Linked DNA regions of Mus musculus: region 1 is linked to region 2. Evidence: chromatin contacts called from public HiChIP or PLAC-seq data. All regions are on one chromosome and are shown on one strand. The core of a region is the stretch at or near the end of the contact, and the rest is flanking DNA. Distances in the headings are between cores, read along the strand shown. Region 1 has its middle 18 kb from the start of Dgat2. Region 2 has its middle 26 kb from the start of Gm33720.

Evidence for each region. HiChIP or PLAC-seq counts read pairs in DNA pulled down with a chosen protein or histone mark.
Region 1: a contact with region 2 is called in an HNF4G HiChIP or PLAC-seq map of pancreatic cancer cells. The contact joins two enhancer-like sites. A contact is called at or near these places in 1 of 15 datasets of contacts at CTCF or cohesin (large pre-B cells) and 1 of 115 datasets of contacts at active chromatin or transcription factors (pancreatic cancer cells).

What each region holds. Positions count from the first base shown.
Region 1 is chr7:99,199,220-99,202,770 of GRCm38.p6, forward strand. No RefSeq gene overlaps it. Among named protein-coding and RNA genes, the nearest start is that of Dgat2, 18 kb to the left of the region's middle. Within about 2 kb of position 1,277, at least 33 of the 459 cell types and tissues checked have an H3K27ac peak or open chromatin away from gene starts, as enhancers often do. A contact at or near this core is called in pancreatic cancer cells, where this site is marked.
Region 2 is chr7:98,786,904-98,790,453 of GRCm38.p6, forward strand. No RefSeq gene overlaps it. Among named protein-coding and RNA genes, the nearest start is that of Gm33720, 26 kb to the left of the region's middle. Within about 2 kb of position 2,013, at least 26 of the 459 cell types and tissues checked have an H3K27ac peak or open chromatin away from gene starts, as enhancers often do. A contact at or near this core is called in pancreatic cancer cells, where this site is marked.

The sequences.
Region 1 (3,551 bases), core at 27-2,526, 410 kb after region 2:
GTGTTCCGGGAGCTGCTTCCACTCCTCCCCAGAGGCAGCGAGGTGCTGCCTGGGCCCTGGGAACAGGGTGACCTTCTATTGTCTTTCTAGGGCCTTCTAGCAGACTTTTGCTTTGCAAAGTGGTGGACCAGAGAAAGGGGTAGACTTCCTGACTATGAAAAACAACATAACACCCATGGGTCCTCGTGTGTCTGCTTGCAGTTAGAATTCTGGAGACAAGCTTGTAAATCCAAACCCCCGCCTCCCCCCTCTGGACACCAGAACTTTATGAGTAAGTGAAGATGTCTTTAGATCACTTCTTAGGAGTTTGCACAGAGGCTGTCTCCTGTTGTATACCCACGAAGGAAGACTCCCATGAAGGACACTCAGTGACACATGGGAAGCCCCAGAGGACCTGTCACATGCACTCTAAGCAGAAGTCTAAACTTTGCAGAGAGAGATTAATCTCCCTTCAAATTCAAGGCCAGCCTGGACTCCAAAGTGAGTTCAAGCCAGGCTGGACAGCTTAGTGAGATCCTGTCTGGAAAAGCCAGAAGCCCGAGGCTGCAGCTCAGCGGAAGAACGCTTGTCTAGTGTGCACTGGGTTCTAGTTCCCATCCCTAGTGCCGGAGTGAAGGAAAAGGAAAGAGGAACTGAGAGAGAAGAGAAAGGGGGGGGGGGGAGAAAAGAAAAGGACGGTGCCCCTGTAGGACCTAGGACCGTCCTAACTACAGAATTGTGAGACTGGGGTGAGGCTGCTGGGTTCAGGCACACCACTGGCATGACTCAGTTCCCCCCTCAGCCTCCTGAGCTGTGGGGTGCAGCTCCACAGAGGAGCACTCAGAACAAGATTCAGAGTTAGGCTACCTGGTACAAACCCAGCCTCACCATACCTTGTAGTGAAGTCCTAACCTGGGCAAGTGATCTCCCCTTTCTGTGGCTTGGTTATTTCTCTTTCCAGAGCGTCTATCCAACTTCAAAGAGATGGTGTGAGATTAAACAGAACCATTTAATACTCAAAAACAAAGCCTTGGCAAGTAACCATTAACAGTCCCCTGCTTCAGCAGTCTTAGTGGTCACGGTAGCAAAGGCAGCCCATCGGTTCCCCCCCCCCCCCACACACACACAGAGGTGGATGGCCTCCAGCACTAACTGCTACAGACCCTATGGGTTTTGCTTTATTTGTTGAGATCTGGTAGGCTCAGGTAATTAAGTGACTCACTTGGGAAGAGGAAGGCAGGTCTGTTTGCTTTGTGACCTCTGGCCCAGTCCCTGGCTGCTTCTGGACAATCCTGTCTGCTTATACTGTGGAGGTGAGACAGCCATCGGTCTGGGACGGTTTGACTCTGTGTTAAGGAGCAAGGGGGTGGAGTGGGGGTGGGGGTGGGGCTGAATAAAGGACCGCTTAGGAACAGTCACAGAGATGACTATTTAAAGGACAACTCACACAAATTACTATCCACAGAATGTGGACAAGCAGAGCCCCAGAGCTCGAAGCTTAGCCATTTGATCTGGTCTAGCTGGGACCAGGGTGTGTGAGGTATGTGAATAGGGTGCTGTTAATTCCAATTTACAATAGAGGGAGGAGAAGAAATTAAGGAAAGGTCACAAAACTCCTGTAGAGCTGGACCTAGCTAGTATCTGAGCTCCCAAAGCACTGTTCTTCCCAGACATTCAGAGAATCTGGTACCTGTTCCACAGATCTCCCTAGTACCTGTGCATTTCTTGGGTGGGAGCTAGCTCAGCAGAATAGGGCCCCATCACTCTGACACCAGTCAGAAAAACTCCAGGAAGAGGAGGAAAGGGGATCTTATGTTGTTACTTCCTGATTCTGTAAGCCTGTTGGGGAGGCAGAGGAGGTTTGTTGAATGACTAAATGAGAAAATTTATCTTTCATATATTCTTTAAGCTCATTGAATCTTAAATCTTTACAGCTTGCGATAACCCGTGAGTTTCCTCTGCATTCTAGGTTGAGCACCAGGCACTTTGGAAATGATCAATAAATATTCCTTCCTTCCTTCCTTCCTTCCTTCCTTCCTTCCTTCCTTCCTTTCTTCCCTCTTTTCTTTCCTTTTTTAAATTGTTGTTTATTTGGGGTTGTTGTTTTGGTTTGTTGGTTTGTTTGTTTGAGACAGGCTCTCACTATGTATCTCTGGCTGTCCTGGATGGAGCTCACTATGTAGATCAGACTGACCTTGAACTCAGAGACTTTAGGTGGTGGCTCAGTGGTTAGGAGCATCCACTGCTCTTCCAGAGGATCTGAGTTTGAGTCCCACCACCCACACAGCAGCTAACTGTCTTCAGTTCCAATTCCAGGGGATTCAATGCCTTCTTCTGAGCTGCTTGGACACAAGTCAAGCATGTGGGGAACATATAGACACGCAAGCAGAACACTCATACACATAAAATAAAATATTGCAGGAGAAAAGAGAGCAAGGATGTTGGAGGGAATGGAAAGCTAGGGTTTGGGCTTTGTGAGAGAGCAAAGGACCTGGAGGTGCTGTGGAGTGTGTACTTGAACAATGACAGGACTTACGTTTCCTGTGTTGCTGTAACTAAAAGATGAAAAAGTGGGCTGGAGAGATGGCTCGCTGGATACAGGAGCTTGCTGCCAAGCCCAACCCTGAATTCACATGGTGGAAAGAGAGCTGATGTGCTCTGATCTCCAAATGCAAACCTTGGCATGCAGCTCTCCCCCGCCCCACTCCCTCAACACTGTATGTTATAAATAACTACAATAAAAAAAATTGAAGAGGGGTCTTACCAAAATAAATACATTTCTAACTTGAAACAAGACAGTGTTGGGATGAGGGCTGTCAGGGAAGTAGGGCAAAGGTGAAGCCTGCATGACTTATATTCACCTTGGGCATAGAAGAAAACGGGGTTGGGCTATGACAATCAGTGGACTCTGCAGATACTGAGACATGCCCACCCCAACCTGGGTGAGCCTGCCCTGTGCCCAGCCCTGTTGTCTGAAGCCCATAGGGAAGGCATGAGAGGTGGCGCAGCTGGGAGAGGAAGGTAAAACCCTTTAGAACTGTTTCTACCAGAATGTCCTTTATGCAGCGTCCTCTGGCTGTCACAAAGCCTGGGAGCTGTTAAGTCAGCGAGGCCACAGGACAGATTCGGTTATACAACCTTGGTACATAACAAGAACGAAAATAGCCACCAGATTTCAAAGCTCACGGTGTGCCAGGGGCCTGCCAAATGCTCTCTGTGTGCTATATCCCACCTTAAACCTCACCAGGACCTGTGAGGTCACTCCTGTGATGGTCGTCATTGCCAGATGGGGAAGCTAAGTCACAGGCTAGGTAAGTAGCTGGTTCAGTTATTATAAGATGTGGGACTGAGGCTTGAATCTGTGGTTTTGAGACAGGGTCATCTGTAGTCCAGGATGTCCTTGATCTTCTGATCTGCTTCTGTCGTCTCCAAAGCTCTGGGAGAAAATACACAAACCACCATGCTAGGCTGTGGGTGCAGGAGATCCAACCTAAGGCTCCAGGCATGACAGCCAAGCCCTCTACCACAGCCGGAGCCTGAGGCTTGAATCTCTGCGCTCTGAGATGCTGTAC
Region 2 (3,550 bases), core at 763-3,262:
CCATCCACTTTACTTCAGCATCACTCTGTGAATGCTGTGTTGGAGCCCAGCAGGTCACGTGTGCAAACACAGAGTGTGAGCATGTCCGTGTGCCTTCCCCACTCTGCTCCTTGTTGCTAGGTCTGGAGGATGGAATCAGTAAGGAAGGAAGTATTTACACCACGGAAATTGGCAAATGATATAAATCAAGTTTCCCTTTTCCTTCAGGGAGATGACTGTTAAATATTTACTGGCTCACGGGTTGGCCTGGCTTCTGTCACCGTGAGTGGAAGCAGGCAGTGTTATCATGCACAATCATCTCTGTGCAGTGGTGGGGCTGATAGCAAAGGACGGAAATGAGCCTGTGGCCGGTGAGGGGACTAGGACACATGGCTTATGGCAGGAAGGCTCCAAGACAAGCCAGGAAGCTTTGAATCCACAAGACCTGGAAAAAGAGCTATGAAAGGTTATCCCTGCTCCTGAAGAATTTAGCAACTCGCAGTTCTGTACAGCATACAGATGCTGGGGTCCCCTAGGACTGCTGTGTTTCTGGACTCTTTTATTCTTTGAGGCTTCGACCAATAAACAGAGAAAGAGAGGCCATGTGGTTTTAACAGTGACATGCTTTGGTTTGTTCTCCCCTTGTGTCAAGTCTCTCTCTCTCTCTCTCTCTCTCTCTCTCTCTCTCTCTCTCTCTCTCATAATTTTGTTTGTTTGCATTTCAAATATTATCCCCTTTCCCAGTCTCCCTTCCACAAACCTCCCTCCTCACTCTCCTCCCCTTTGCCTCTAAGAGGGTGCTCCCCTATCCATCCACCCACTTTTGCCTCACCCTCTAGCATCCCCCTTCTCTGGGGCATCAAGCCTCCGCAGGACCAAGTCCCTGTCCTCTCACCAATGCCAGATGAGGCAGTCCTCTGCTACATATGTAGCAGGAGCCATGGACTGGCTCATGTGTATTCTTTGGTTGGTGGTTCAGTCTCTGGGAGCTCTGAGGAGTCCTGTGAATTGATACTGTTGTTCTTCCTATGGAACTGGAAATGCAGCATCAAAAATGGAGCAGAGGCTGAAGGCCATCCAGAGACTGCCCCACCTTGGGATCCATTCCATCCACAGACACCAAACCCCGACTCTATTGCTGATGCCAAGATGTACTTGCAGACAGGAGCCTGGTATGGTTGTCCTCTGAGAGGTTTTAGCAGCACCCGACTAAGATAGATGCAGATACTCACAGCCAACCATTGGAGTGAATCAGGGGACCGCAAGGGAAGAGTTGGGGGGAGGCTGAAGAAGCTGAAGGGAATTGCAACCCCATAGGAAGAACAACAGTATCAAGTCTCTTTTGCTGTCAGTCCTGAGCCTCTGCGTCCTGCTGAACTTCCAGTCCACGCACAGCTGTAGCTTCTGAGTGCCTACTGTGTGCTGAGTACTTCTCCTCAGGAGTACTTCCTTATAGCTGACCTCAAATGCTCAGAATCTTCTCTCCCCAGCGCTACTGCTGCTGGGACTGCAGGCGTTCACCGTGCTCAGGCTGAGGTCATCTTAGTTCTGTCTCTTCTCAGACAGTACAAGCTCCCCAAGAAGATATGACTTGCCCAAGGTCACCTAACCATCAGGTAGTGGAGCCAGAACCTGCAGCCAGGCTGTCTGCCTCCTAGGCAGGCTCTTCACCCTACCCTCTTGAACTCTCAAAGTCAAGATGGTATCTATTCAACTCTCCATCTCAGGAGTCTTAACGTGTAGGTCAGAGCTGGAAAGGACTGGATAAATGATCTAATTCTAGCTTCTCAGTACTTCATCAGACCAGCCGTCTCCCGACACACCAGCTTCAGAACACCAGCCAGTGGTCCGGAGAAGAGATGTGGACACCCCCACCCCCTTTTCTGAGGATCTCTGGTTTGGCTGGCTTGTTTATCATTGTAGGTAGGGTCAGGTTAAATAATGGCGATTTCAGTGCCGTTACTGAGAGCCAACGCTATTGCTATGGCTTTGAAACATAAACAGAAGAGAATCTATTAGTCACCAAGGAGCGTAACAAGCTTGTTGAGTAATCAGCCTGCCGGCCTTGGTACCTGCGAACCACAAGGATGATAAATGAAATACCATAGACTCTTGGGCTCTTGCAGGTGGGGGTGGGGTAGGGAGGTCACAGGCCTCTCTCAACTATTGCCTATCCCAGAGACAGGGAAACTGAGGCCAGAGAGGACACACAGGAGTTCTGGGGAGAGGGTGGAGTTTGGGTTGGAAGTCGGTGCTCGAGGATAGCAGTAGACAAGCTCATGTGCCAGGGTCCCATACGGCATCTCCATTTCCCCTCACTTGCTTTTCTCCTCCATCTGACCTTCCCCCTTCCCTCCCCTCACAGATAAGACTGCCAGAGCTTCTAGAGAGACTTGGGAACAGGGTGTGGCTTCCGGAATATCCAGCATTGGGGACCAGGGTTGTGTCCTGTCTCCCTTAAGCCAGGCTATTCACTTGCAGCTGTGTGGGTGGATCCAGAAACCATCTGGACTTTGCCAAAAGGGCAGAGGCCCCAAAGATTTCTCTAAGACCCAATGAGAAAGAGCCTCAAATCAAAGCCAGGCTTTGAATTCTGAGTACTCAAAAATCCCATAGTTGGTGTGAATCAGTTCTTTCCCCAGGCATATGGCCTCAGACCTCAGTTTTCCTTTTCTATAAAATGGGCACAGGAATGTTCCTCCATCAAGGAAAATTCTGCTGAGCACACGGCTGTCAAAGCTAGCATTTCTATACTTTTGATGTCAGAGTGCTGAGCTGAGCCACCTGCGTATGCCGTCCTTTGACTCTCACTATAAGCTTAAAGCTAGATTTCATAGTTTCAACCTAGGAACTATGGGGCTAAGGCAACCAAGGCTCAGAAAGCCAAAAGGACCTGTCCAAGACTCTCACATCCAGACTCAGCATCCACACCGAGGAGGCGATGGATCATTTTCTGTAGGCACTTCAGACAGGAGAGTAATGCACCCTGGGACAAGAATCTTTTTTTAGGGGCTGGAGAGATGGCTCTGTGGTTAAGAGCACTGTCTTCTCTTCCAGATGTCCTGAGTTCAATTCCCAGCAACCACATGGTGGCTCACAACCATCTATAATAGGATCTGATGCCTTCTTCTGATGTGTCTAAAGACAGTTACAGTGTACTCAAATAAATAACACTTTTTTAAAAAGAATCTTTTTTTTTTAATTTTGTTTTTTCAAGAGAAGGTTTTTTTTCTGTAACTTGGAACTTGATTTATAAACCAGGCTGACCTTGAACTCACTCACAGAGATCCAACTACCTCTGCCTCCAAGTGCTGAGATCAAAGATATGTGCATGCCACCGCCACCCAGCTGGGACAGGAATCTTAAATCCAGCTGTGATGGTTAATATCATTTTCTAGATAATAGGATATAGAATCAGCAAGAGCAGTGGCTATCAACCTTCCTAATGCTGTGACCTTTTAATACAGTTCCTTGTGGTGTGGTGACTCTCTTCCATAAAATTATTTTCATTGCTGCCTCATAACTGTAATTTTGCTGCTTTTACGAATAGTAAAGTAATTATCTGTGTTTT